2 separate regions of the Gadus morhua genome follow, and region 1 is linked to region 2. A link is a contact called in public Hi-C data. All regions are on one chromosome and are shown on one strand. Each heading gives the region's core, a stretch centred on a gene start, on an enhancer-like site or on the middle of the called end of the contact. The rest is flanking DNA. Distances are from core to core; before and after follow the strand shown. Region 1 holds the start of zhx2a (zinc fingers and homeoboxes 2a). Region 2 holds the start of sntb1 (syntrophin, basic 1).

The links. A called contact is a pair of places that touch in the nucleus more often than the background predicts.
Region 1: a Hi-C map of heart shows a contact between it and region 2, with 7 times the contacts expected there. The contact joins the promoter of zhx2a here to the promoter of sntb1 in region 2. A contact is called at or near these places in 4 of 6 Hi-C or Micro-C datasets (blood, gill, gonad and 1 more).

The regions. Positions count from the first base shown.
Region 1 is chr11:23,471,243-23,477,899 of gadMor3.0, reverse strand. zhx2a (zinc fingers and homeoboxes 2a) reads right to left here and starts at 4,074. Exons shown (of 13, transcript XM_030371465.1): 1 at 3,672-4,074.
Region 2 is chr11:23,316,564-23,323,543 of gadMor3.0, reverse strand. sntb1 (syntrophin, basic 1) reads left to right here and starts at 2,725. Exons shown (of 9, transcript XM_030370329.1): 1 at 2,725-3,767. The coding sequence starts at 3,194.

The sequences.
Region 1 (6,657 bases), core at 2,825-5,324, 150 kb before region 2:
ATTTATTATACATGGCAATAATAAATAATGTTTAAATGTCTGTGTGTTTCAAAATATTACAAAGGACAATTAAGATCTTGTATTTTCTTTGTAGGTCTTCAAATGATTATGAAGTATAAAGAATGGGTTTTTCAAACGGACACGACCTAAAACTTAAGGTTAGGCTTTGGTTCAAGCAAGGACACACGATGGCTCACGTCTGTATGGAAGTTACAGGTGTCCCCTGCTCAATGAATTTTATACAGCCATGGATATTTCATGAGGTTAACACATTTGTACGCGTCTAAATCTTAGGTCATACCAGTCCCTGATTAACAGGCAACTGTGTTTTGGCCCATCCGATTTTCAGTGAGTAGGGCTATATCGTGTATGTATTTACTATACATGCATGGTGCAGCCCTGCGAGGTATGAGCCACTTGGAGGCTCCACCAGGACACTGGCACACGGAGGATGACCTCGCCATTGTGTGTCGTCTTAGTCACCCAAACAACGAGGCAGGCGGAGATGGTCGGAAAATATCCAGCGCCACGCAAATCGACCACGTCGGGTGACATCATCGCAGCAGGGCTACTAAAGGCATGAAAACGGCATCGGATAAATAAATACACAACTGACTCCTCCAACCGTGAGTCACATCAGACAAGGAAAAAAAAAAGTGTGATATTAGACTGTGCACACACACCTAGTAGAGCGGTGTTTAGCCGCGGGGGTTAGTGTTTTCCGTGTATACGTTAATTAGTAAGACAGCGACGGCATAGGGACTCACTGCGGCGCAAGCCTAAACCGCGGTCCCCCTGCAGAAGTATAAATCACCCTTTAGTGTCATTTGTTTTTGCGCAAAACAGTCTATACGCTTTGAAAATGCCTGTGTTGTTGAAACAAGCAGGAGGCATGGCTTTGCATAGAGTATTTCTTTTATAAATCCTACAGGAACAACTATCAATCATTATTTTGACTCCAGATCTGTGATATTTTGCTTTGACTCAAAAGGTTAGCCTGAAGTAATCCTGTAGGCTGCCAAAAGTAGCTCTTGGGGAGAGTACAGACTAACGTTGTCTAGACAGAGAGGCACACAATAAGAGAGCAAAGAGCAAGAAGATAGCGGCATCCTAACCATTGTCAATGTCATATCTGGATGCAATACCACTTGAATGTAGTGGTTCAGCTGAGGCTTTGAGCCAAAGCATCTCTTACCTATCAACACTCAACAAAGTATTATAAATTCAAAAACAGCTAAAAAGAATAAACGATAATCTCATCTCCATGTGTATTGCTTCTATAATGCATCCGGGAACCTAATGACTGAACCTAATGAAATTAGCAAACGATACACTTACAGATTCCAACTTCAACCACTTCCACTGTACAAACCTATACTTGAAACCTTTTACTTGGTAGGAGTAGGAAATTCAAACCGTTTCTATCATGCGTCAAAATCCAGACTTGCTTATTATTTGCACATCTTGCCATCTTAAGAGGGAGGGAGGGGTAGAAGTATTCAAGGGGTCATGCTGCACAGAATACAATGCGCACCTCATGAATTCCAAGGCCTTCCAGCACTATTCTCTAAACAGGCTAAGTGTATTACCGCATTGTGTACAGTACACTCAGACGTTGTCGTCCCTGACACTGCCTGCATTTACTTATCTTGTTAACTGTTTTCTACTGAATTATTGTTGTGCCATCGCTAGCTCTCCAGAAACAAAAAAATCAGCACCATGGACAAGGAATGTCAATGTATCGATACACGTTATCAAATAAATAGATTTCCTTAAAACATATCTTATGTGGAATGCGATAGTTGTCAAGAGCTCAAGTCACTGTTTGGTGAATTTAACAGATGGCCAGATAAACCTCAATACCTAGTCCTTAAACGTGTTTTTATAATTAATGAGTCTATGTGCAGCTCTGTGGCGTCGTACTTTACATCCTAGAAGGCAATTAGCAGTGGATGTCAAGAAGATTGATAGAACTTGTTGTGTAGCTAGCTATGCAATATGTGAGCTAGCTATGTTGACCACGTCAACACAAACCTGTAGGCAAGACTGAACATTGCCTACTAACATTGAACATAACATATTTTACTGCATTCTGATGAACAAAAGCTTGACAATTGGAAAGTCCAACTTAATTTGCAAGATGCTCACAAAAGGGCTTAATTTTCTTGCAACTTGCAAACCTGCACCACAACGCACCTAAGGACATAAACTTATATCCATTGCATGAACCATTGTCCTTCATTGTTTAGGCTACTCCTATATCTCAGTGAGGATACAACATGTAGTGCAATGTTAATATGATCCACTTCCTATTATTCTGGCGGTATGCAAGTCAAATTAGTCTCTCAATACGAATATGTTCTAACCACTTTAGGAACCGTATGACAGATGTGTTATATCTTAACTGCTTTGATGATGCTATTCAATAGAAGATGAACAGCCTGCAAGGCAGTAGAGCAACGCTCCCAGGCCGCATCTAGTGTAATGTACCGAGTAATGTAAATAGACAGCCCACAAAAGTGACAACCGCTGGGTATCCACACTGACTCACATGCTTAAAAAGGCAAGCTAGTTACCACATTGCGTTCACTGTGGATGGATCCAACTGTGACAGTCCATCACCCCTGTCCACTACCTACCGCAGCTTTATACTACAGACAACATAACCGTATTCTCGTTATACGTCTCTAAACCCAAAGGCATGTTTCAATGCCCCGCTACCCCTCTTCCTCTCTCTTTCCCTTTCCGCAGTTCTCCCAAATCCTGTGGCGGGGGTGGTGGAGGAGGGGGGGGGGACCACTGGAAAGTCTGGGAAAGTGCGACGCGGTTACACTGCGGGAGAATGGATAAAGAGCTTCCTGAAAAAAGTTATCATTGGTGTTGTTTAGACTCTGGGTTCACAGCAGCCGTGGTGGTGCAGCAGTAGAGAGGTGAACCCTATGTTGGGTACGGCGTCGCCAGCACCGTGTGCGTTTCCGTCTGTCTGCAGCAGAAACGTCCGTGGTCACGAAGGGGGAGGAGGCGTCACCAGGAGCACGCCTACATCATCACGGTCGCCACGGTACCAGCCGAGAAATCAAAGTCTACACGTTACAGTGCACATAAAGTCGCTTTCACAAACCCCACAGAACCGACCTATGTGTAACCCGGCGTTGTCCGACGGTTTTATAGCCGGGTCCAGACGTTCGCGCCGCGACGCGGGCTAGAAGGGGGCCACAAAACGGTCTCCAAAAATGTTCCCTCGCCATCGACGTAACAACATGTCGGCAAAGGACGGCCATGTTTTGCTGGTTATGTCGACAGTGGGAGGAAAGTGAGCACGATGGACTGTCTCGTTCTCAATACTTCGGACCGCATACAATCAACTGCAGCGAAAACTTAGCAGGGGGGTGGGGGTGGGAAACACCGATGAACAACTTTGCTTAGCCGACGAGCACATACGTTGTTCCAGGGTGCAGGTGGAGACAACAACAGGGCAAACAAAGTTCACACGGCGAGACAAGTTAAAACACTAATACGGAGGCGCGGGGGGCTATGGCGGGGTCCCCCGCCGAGTTACAGCAAAGCTGGTCGAATGAGACAAAAACTAGACGACATGTGGCTTTGACTTAGGACACTTGTTTTTGCGCCGTCTCGAATAATACGTCAAGGAGTAGTTGGGTCGTTCCTACCTGCCCGAGGGGTCTGGCACGATGCTCGGACGACACGGTAGATATCCAAGTGGGAGTGTAAACCATCAGCTGGTCATGATAAGAAGTGTAGTATATTTAGACAAATGGGTAGCCGGGAGAGACGACAGAGCAGGAGAATCGCGATCACAAGGAGGATCTACGGCACAACCCACATGACCGCCGACGTCAGCGTACGTATTTGCATGAGGTACCAGGGCGCCTGTGTCCGCTCGCAGCGCGTCCATGGCGCGACGGGTCCAAAGTTCGGCAATTCGCGCCATACGTATGTGTCTGTACCCGAGCTCTGCATGAGCTGCCCTGGGAGTCAAGGTGTAGCAATGAATGAACAGTGTCTTGATGCTGTCAAGTTATTGCGCCGTAGGTGTCCGCCTCCCCCCTACCCCCAGCCAGCCTGGAGATAATGAAATAATAAATGAAGACCAACCCATAGGATGAAATGAGTCTCGGATGGACCCTCGCATCCCTACTACAACCTCTCTCTCTCTCTCTCTCTCTCTCTCTCTCTCTCTCTCTCTCTCTCTCTCTCTCTCTCTCTCTCTCTCTCTCTCTCTCTCTCTCTCTCTCTCTCTCTCTCTCTCTCTCTCTCTCTCTCTCTCTCTCTCTCTCTCTCTCTCTCTCTCTCTCTCTCTCTCTCTCTCTCTCTCTCTCTCTCTCTCTCTCTCTCTCTCTCCCCGCATGTAGTGGGTGTGTTGGGGGGGGGGGGGGGGGGTTGTTGGTTTAGTAGACTTTCACATGGAGGAAAAAAACAATGCACACTTGGTACGCAATAGTGACCTCCACCGGCCGGTTTGAACGTATGGCACACTGGTAGGTCTGTCTTGTCCTCAGATGGTGTCTGGAGGAAATTGCAGCAACCACAGCTGGGATGATCATTGAACCTCTTGTGATGACTTTGGGTTGTATTTTGCCTGCTCAATATTACTCACATAGCAGTGAAGCAACCTGGTTGGTATATTAAAGTATATGCATATTCTGACGGGGAGTCAGACCAAAATCCTAGTCCTAAAGTCCTGATCAGACGACCAACAGCGGTGTTGGTTTGACAAAACATTAGAGCTGGCTGATGCAGAAAATCTTAACAAACTAGAATGTTAAGAACAAATTGATCTGAATGATCCTAAAATTATGTATTATGAAGTAATTATTTTTGAATTGTATTTTTATCTTCAGGCATACCACTGGTGCCGCAGCATTTTTCCATGGATTTCTGCCAGATATCCCAGAGCACCCGAAAGTAGGGCTGTGTCCACTGCGCCTTCGTGTGTGTGTGTGTGTGTGTGTGTGTGTGTGTGTGTGTGTGTGTGTGTGTGTGTGTGTGTGTGTGTGTGTGTGTGTGTGTGTGTGTGTGTGTGTGTGTGTGTGTGTGTGTGTGATTTATAGTTATTGTTTGTTCAATGGTCATTTGACAATGACAGACATTATATTACATTATGGGCTTTTAGTGGATTTGGAAAACAATAAGGAATACACGTACGTCACTCCTCATGTATCTGACCTGATTTATGCAGGTTGCAGGATCATTGAATGACCATGTTTTCTTTAGCCATAAGTTACTTAGAGTTGCCACTAGATGGCAGCAACAGACCGTATAGTGGAGTTAGTGGGGTTATACCGGTATTTGACTTATTTTTGTATAAACGAAACACAACGCTGTTTCCTCTTTCCATATGATGTAGTTGTTTCTTGCAACTTACCGAAAATAGAAAGAATGAGTTTCAATATGAGCATAACTATGTGAACGTGAAACCAAAACCAGAACCCCCAACACTGACTGTGCTATCTGCATTTTACACTATGCAGATAGCACACTCGCCATGACTCACACACTCTGGACCATTTCCCTTCCAATACCCAGGTTCAACTGAGGCACAGCTGTTTACTATCAGGAGGGGCGAGAAGAAAGGACAATAGGAACGGGCAAGGGGTGGGGGTAGGAGAACAGAGAAGAGAGGACAATGGCATAAATAAATATTGTCTCTGTATTGTTACTTGTCCTTTGTTATTGATCTAACACAGGAGAAAGAAAATCCTTGCTATAGACATGTTGATTGGTGTAATATGCTGGAAGGCACGTCTGTGGTTTCTCACATTATCTATCCAAAACAGCCCATTTCCCATTGTGTAGTACAGTATGTTTTCAGTCACAGGGCAGATGACCCAAGCATTGGTCATTGCCAGTCTATCTGTGAAGACACACCTGTGAAGGCATAGCAGGTAAACAAACTAAGCAGCACGGATACCACACTACAAGGCTATGGAATATAACCATGGTAATGACACGGTTTAAATACAAATATAAAAAGGCCTATGAAGATCGCATGTGCAAATGTGAATTGAGCAAGGATTATGTTGACTCTCAGTAAATGGCCTATAGTAAGTAAGGGCAAGAAAATAAACATGGCTGCTGTCCACTTACTGTGGCCCATCTGACTGTGGAAGAACCTAATTGAATTCAGTGCAGTGGATCTGAAGGGTGACTGAGCCCACAGGAGTTTATATTGCCAAAAAGGAGTTTATATTGCTCTCTATGGGTTCTAAGACCTTTTCTTTTACTTGTCTTTCTGGGCTATTGGAAATTCATTGCGGAAATCTGAAAAGTTGTACTTCCCAATTTTGTCATGACACTTGTTATGACCAGAGAGCCATACTTATGCCTACAATGTAAGTACATCAAGGATTACTTTAACAAAATGGCTGTCGGTTGGTTACAGCAGCGCATGCTGTGAGATACTTGGCCACATGGGTGCCTAGTTGGCATGTAGTAGAAGGCATGCTGGGCGTGTAGACGCTCAGTTGCACCACAGAACCGCCATCTGGAGACTCTTCTTCAGAGCCTGTTCAGGAAGGTTCCACATAATTAGGAAAATATTGATACAAAAATGACAATTTTACCAGAGCTATTAACATGTCACTAATTTAGCAGATGCTTTGATCCAAAGAAGCAAGGAGACACACGATCTCCCCC
Region 2 (6,980 bases), core at 1,476-3,975:
GCAGTTCGGCTATTTTATTCGTTTTATGTCCTCGTACGTTTTGTACCATTTCCATACATTCGATGTAGGACTATTACACATTTTCGGTTGCATCTTAATGATGGAATGCACTTGATGTAAGTTGCTTCGGACAAAATCGGTTGCTATAAGTGTAATGTAGTTGAAACATTATTTCTGTGTAGCTTAACTGTTTAATGAGGTGCTTCAGGTGCACGTTCAGGCATCGTCAAAGTCCCCCGTTGCTTACTTTCATCTAATGCATACTTTATAGTGGTCTCCTCCCCTCAACATCAACCATCTAACAACCAACCAACCAAACAAGGAACAACTTGCGCTGAACCCACGTTCCTACTCCACAGGGACGCAAGTTCTGCAAGGAGAGCAGAACCAAATATTGGGACCATGCCCTTCATCACTGTCCCATGTGTAAAAATGATGACCTGACGTTGAAGTGAATAGGCCTACTTTGTCTCTGAGACATCGAAACAAAAGCCAATAGGACCGTTTAGGGTGTTTGTCGCTAGGGGAGGGCTGGTATCTTTCCATGATTTGGAAGTAGCTCGTATCGACTCTTTCACAGGCGTGCAGATTCACTGTGAAGATCTTTCCTTTCTTGATTTGATGTTTTATTACAAGGGGAAGATCCCACAAATAGGCCTACATTGGAAAACCGACATGCCGTGTTTATGTGTATAGGAGAATATTGGTTTGCTTGTGCATTACAAATATTTCAAAATGTAAATAAATGCACACAAAAACATACATCACCACTTCCCCTTTGCATCATTCATCTCCTGTTTGTATGTATACGTATGGAAGAGATATGTCCATTAAGGAGAGATCAAAGCATACTTTTTGTTTTGGTTGTATGAATTTTACATTTGATTTGCTTCATAAAATGGAGCAATTCACAATAAATGCTCTTGGATACTGAAGTGAATGGCCAGCTTGTGGAAACTCCATTCAATTCAGTATCCAATGTCTGACAGAGAATCACAAACTGTTATTGTCCTTCTCTTCCTCTTGTATAATGTGGACAGGTAAATAAAGATTCAGAAAGGTACCTTATAACCTTTTCTCTATTTCTGTTAGTCTCATTGCAATCATATTTTTCTTTTTGAAGGTTGTTACCAGTACAAAGAAAGTCTATCTATTGGATGAGTCATTTGCATATGAAAGTGAAATAAATAAATATTCTGCCTCATTATATGGTAAAGCTTATTCTTAGCTTTGTTTTTTTTTCTAAGTAGGGCATACACACCTCTTTCTCAGTCTGTCTTATTACCTGAGTTTTATATTTTTCAATCAATTAAATTTGCATTCAATATATATTCAGTCAGATACACTCAATAATTGCAATTATTCCTATTGTTTATGGATTCATATTTTATGGTGCACTCGTGCAAATATACAATTATCCAAAACTGCACAATGATAAAAGTCGATAGTAGATTTCCTTGAAGAGACAATCAAAATAATTCGGTCACCCCTACTTTGTGGAAGGTCAAGCATGTCAAAAACTATCCTCACCAGTAGATGGCGATCCCACACAACTGAACGGTCAAGGCTGAATTGTATATTTTTCTTTCTGTGTAGGCATACCTGTTCCATGGAACACATCACATCTTTAGAAGTGGCCTTTCTCGCCTGTCATTAATGTATGACAGTTAAGTTTTTATTAGGGTGTCTTTTTGCTTTTATAGGGATGATTTCCTTTAGGCCTATAAGACTAAAATAGGAAAACTCTATAAATACAATAGCAATCTCCAATTGCTGATAGCAATCTTCTGAATCTCATACGGGTATGGCTTACTGTTGAAATTACTATTTCAACTTTGCCTTCTTTAAAGCAAACGACTGGCATCATTTCAACTAAACAGCATCAAGCTCAAGAGCTTTTTAGAAATTAAAACTCACTCAACAAATGTTGGATTTAACCCAATTAGGCCTATGGGCCTATCTGTTTAGAACATATATTTATTCTGGAGGAGTACTATATGTAAGAGATAATGTACAGCGAGTCAAGTTTAAAAAGTATTACTTTGCTGCGTTGTTATAATAGGCCTAATAATATGCCATTTGGTTGATGTATACAGTATTTATACATGGTATCATGGTATCATGGTATCATTATCTTAAAGACTATAACCATAAGGTATCTTCCAGAGAAACCCACAGCAAATAACTATTCAACCACAATTAAGCGGTTTCCTCAAACCTCTGCTACTACACACAAGTCTGCATAAAGCATGCAACCACAGTTTTTGAGTGAAGAATGAGAAAGCTGAAGTTCCACACACACACCTGATGTTAATCGAGAATAACTAACAAGTATGTCGATTACAAAAGTGCCACAAACAACGAAATACTACATCGCAGTAGCATTTCGTTTTTGGTCCAAAAGGCAGTAGCCTAATATGCAAAATCTGCTAATCAAACACTAACACAGAACACCCGCAGAATGCACTTGCGCTGAACATTGCAGGCATGTATTTTTTGGCATGTATTTCCGATCAGGGCGATACATAGATGTCAGATAGATGGATTGATGCAGCCTACATAAAATGTGCATGATAATAACAACAATGGGTACATTCAAATATTGCCCGGGGGCCAGATATCGTCAGGTCTGTTCTGTGTGCTCCCGAGCAACATTACCTGTCACGGCGCATTCCTTTACGCGCGCCCCCGTACCTACTCAACGTGCACGTGGATAAATATTGACCCGCACACAGCATGTAGAGAGAGGAGAGTTGGACAGTCACAGAAGATGAACATATAGGCGCTCGTGTGTCTATCAAATACTATTATTCAACATCGCTGTCGCCCATACATGGACGAAGCAGTTCAATTGTCGCCCATACTTGGATAACTACATTATGCCGTCTGTTTAGTGTTTTCATCGCGCCGGGTCCTTATTATTTTGAGTGTGTGGCGGAAAAACAGAAAAGATATGGATTACTGAAGATGGGATCGGCTAACGGAGGGGAACTAACTCCACCCAGCAGAGAGGGTTTGGGGCAGGCGGACCCGGCGGTGCCACAACACAGCTGACCATTCGACACTCTTGGCAAGTCCTCCGGAAAACTTCGGTGGGGCCAAAGTCCACTTCGGGGTGTGAGCCAAGTGTGTCGCACTGTACCGGATAATCACACGCGAGTTCTTTTTTTTTTTTTAAAGGCTTACTGTAAAGATGGCGGTTGTACTGACGACGGGAGTTCCAGGTAACGGCCGAGTTCAACAAAGTGGGTTTCTGGAAGTTTTGGTCAAAAGGAAGTGGCACAAAGTTTTGGCACACTTGAACGAGGAATCCCTGACTCTGAGCTGTGAGGAGGGGGACACCGGTACGACCGACGCCGTCCGCGCCAACAGCCTCATTAACGGATCTTATAACGGCAACAACAATACCGCCGGTCACCCCGGCGACCCCGGCACGGAATCCGACACGAGCCCCGAAACCGGGACCGAGCGGGACGCCCTCAAGGACCTACCTGAGCAAGTGTCTGAAGCAATAGCCAACCAGAAGAGGTGCGTCAAGGTGACCAAGCAAGAGGTCGGCGGGCTCGGGGTCAGCATTAAAGGCGGGAAGGAGAACAAAATGCCCATTCTCATCAGCAAGATCTTCAAAGGGCTGGCCGCGGACCAGACCCAGGCTCTGTACGTCGGGGACGCCATTCTGTCCGTGAACGGTTCGAACCTGCGGGACGCGACCCACGACGAAGCCGTTCAAGCTCTGAAGCAAGCCGGGAGAGAGGTGATCCTTGAAGGTATGCGGTGTGTGTATGTGTGACAAGGGGACTGTCTTTGCTGTTGGTTTATATGACAGATGGAGTTGGATCTCCAGCATGTAGAAACAACGATATATATATTTTTTTTTTTGTGTGTGTGTGTGTGTGTGTGTGTGTGTGTGCGATATAGAGCAGTATTATATGTGGTTTGGGTGGTCAAATTGATAGGCTTATCTAATGAGTTATCCTAATGACCACCTAATCTCTTTCTTGTTGTTTTACAAAATATCTGGCAACAGTTGCAAGGAAGACTCATTTTTTTATGTCAAATAATGTTCTGGTGTGTGTTTTGAGATCATTAGAGTCGCCACAAACTCTCAGGATCTCAATCCCATATTCCATAGCAGATGTGCTCCATTTACAAACAAATAGTTATACACGGATAAGGTTTAGGGCCAAGAAACAACCAGCATTCATCTACCAACGCAAATGAGCCAAGCTGGAACATACATTTCCTGTAAACTGACAGGAAATGACTCACTATCGGTTCTCCATGGTGAGCCAACCACTGATCCTGTTGTCATATTGTATGTGTGTGTCTGTGTGCATATCTAAACAGACATGTACGCACACACATACAGTCACCGGTGGTCCAGTCTAGACTCCGATGCCCTGCAGTGAATTCCAGGTCCTACTCATACAAGTAGAGCTAGGACTGAGCTTTGTTTTGCATTTGTATCACAGAACCAGAGACACCGGCACCTGTTTCTAGTAAATCAATGTTCATGCACCACCTATAATCATCTGATGAGGTCACTGAGAACATTTAAATGCTCAGTGACTGTTTTCTTGAGTGTTTCCTCATAGGTATTAGATAATGGCACCTATCCGGCTGGTCTCAGCAGAACTGTTCCATCCCGGTGTTTGTAGATAGACGGCGTGCTTTGGACCCACTTTTAGCTGAGACGGCAAATTTCTGTCATATCCAAAACACATTCATGGACAGCAGTTGTCATAACACTTTCCCCAATTATCGCACTGCTGATATGGCCGTGCTCGAGTGAATCCAAAACTTCACCAGTGGCAATGAGGTCTCTCGTAATCATGTCACATTGGTTATCTTGCTTTAAAGGCCAAATAATTATCCAACTACTTGGAAATCACTGAGCACAAGTGGTTGTCTGCTCGTGTGGAATCACAAATTGATTATATGATAGATTTTCTGATCTAGAAAAATCTACCTTTTCATTTAACCGAGTGAGTTTAAATGAAAAAGTTGATGCCACCAATCTTCCCAGGAGGATATATTATGTATCTATCTACCTACCTACATTGGTGTCTGTCCACCTACCTACCCGTTGGCCAAGAAAGGTTGCTGCAATCAGAACCAGCTCCTCCCCTGAAATGTTGTTGTGATTGAGCTATAGTGGTTATTCTTATTCTCTCCTCCACTCTCCCCAACCCAACCCCTCTCTCTCACACTTTTAAGAGAAAACTCCTAAAGTGAAACTTTTCTAACCCCTATGCATGCACACAGCGGTTCCCCTGTTTCCCCCGAGGCCCAACAGGGTTAGACCTGGCTGAGCATTATCAGTAGGAACTGGCCCTATCTGTCTGCCTGCCCTGTAAGGTCCCCAAGTGGCGTCTACTCACACTATGCCCTAGCAAACGTGCTGATGATGCTGCAAAACAACCAATATTTTGTGTGTGTGTGTGTGTGTGTGTGTGTGTGTGTGTGTGTGTGTGTGTGTGTGTGTGTGTGTGTGTGTGTGTGTGTGTGTGTGTGTGTGTGTGTGTGTGTGTGTGTGTGTGTACAAGCAAGCAATTTTAATGCCTGAACACTAACCGTACATTATTTGTATAAATTATTAACACCTCTGATAAACAAAGGGAAGATAACAAATAAAGTTTTTTTAACTCGAGCAAGTGTGTGAAGAAATGAAGCTCTTCAATGGAACTCTTATTGGCTGTGACTCTGGTATTGTCTGGGATTGTATTCAGCTTTAAACTTTTGCAATAAGCAATATCTCTGATGATATACTCTGAATGACTTAATACATAGAAGGAAACAGGAGGGACGCCTTTGGGTTTGTTTAACAACTTGCGTGTTTCTGTGCAAATCTGGGGTGGAGGGCGAAACCTTATTTAAAGCTTTCTATCCTTCATAATTGTGCAAATAAAGCTTTAATTCAGCCCCAGCTCTGAATAGATGGTGGAGTGGTCCCAAATCCCACCCTCTCTTCCCCGCCCGAATTTTGATATATATATATCGTGCAATATTGAGAATATGTTTGGCTCATTATCACAGAGTAGGCAGCAGCAGTTCATGCACACTTACTCCCATTCCCTTAATGAAATATCAACAGACCCCAGAGGACGTGCGCACACAGCCTAACGGGCATGCAGACCCCACCCCATCGGAGGTCTGCCTCCACGGGAAAGGAAAGACTGAGTCTCCTTCATGCAGAAATAAGCTTTCTATGCCCCCACTGTAGCCGACTAGCTGAGCCTGCCTATGTATTCTTTATGAACAAGTTCTGTGAGAAAAAAAAACATAACTTGCACAGCAGATTCAATGAATACCTTCTGTGTGAATTAACTCATTCTTCCTTTGTTAAATTTTTGTCTTTTAAAGACGTTGATGATTTTAAAAGGGAAATAATTTCTGCCTTTTCTCTCCCAGACACATGTAGTCATGAAGTCCATATGTTATTAGGATTCCAGTGTTTGGATCCAAGTACCGGTTTCGGGCCCTTCATCGTGTGTGTGTGTGTGTGTGTGTGTGTGTGTGTGTGTGTGTGTGTGTGTGTGTGTGTGTGTGTGTGTGTGTGTGTGTGTGTGTGTGTGTGTGTGTGTGTGTGTGTGTGTGTGTGTGTGTGTGTGTGTGTGTGTGTGTGTGTGTCCCCCAGAGGAAATTCACTGGGCCTTATCTGTATAGCAGACTCCCTTTCACTAGTCAGTCTGAATTCCTCCCCCTGCGCTGTTTGTGATTCACTGACCTTGGTTTGTTCATCACTTTCATGTGGGAGGCTCCTCCAGTCCATGTAGCCACAAACCATCTCCTCCCACAGTCCTTAAACATCCACCTCTTTAGTGATTCTTTCTATACACACTGGACATCTAGTCATGGCCAGTCATTAGGCATTACATCACATCACATCACTCAAGTTCACTTTCCCCATGATGCTCTCTTTAAATACTTTTCACCCAATGGCAAGGTGTGCGTGTGTCTCCGTGTGTCCTGCGTGTGTG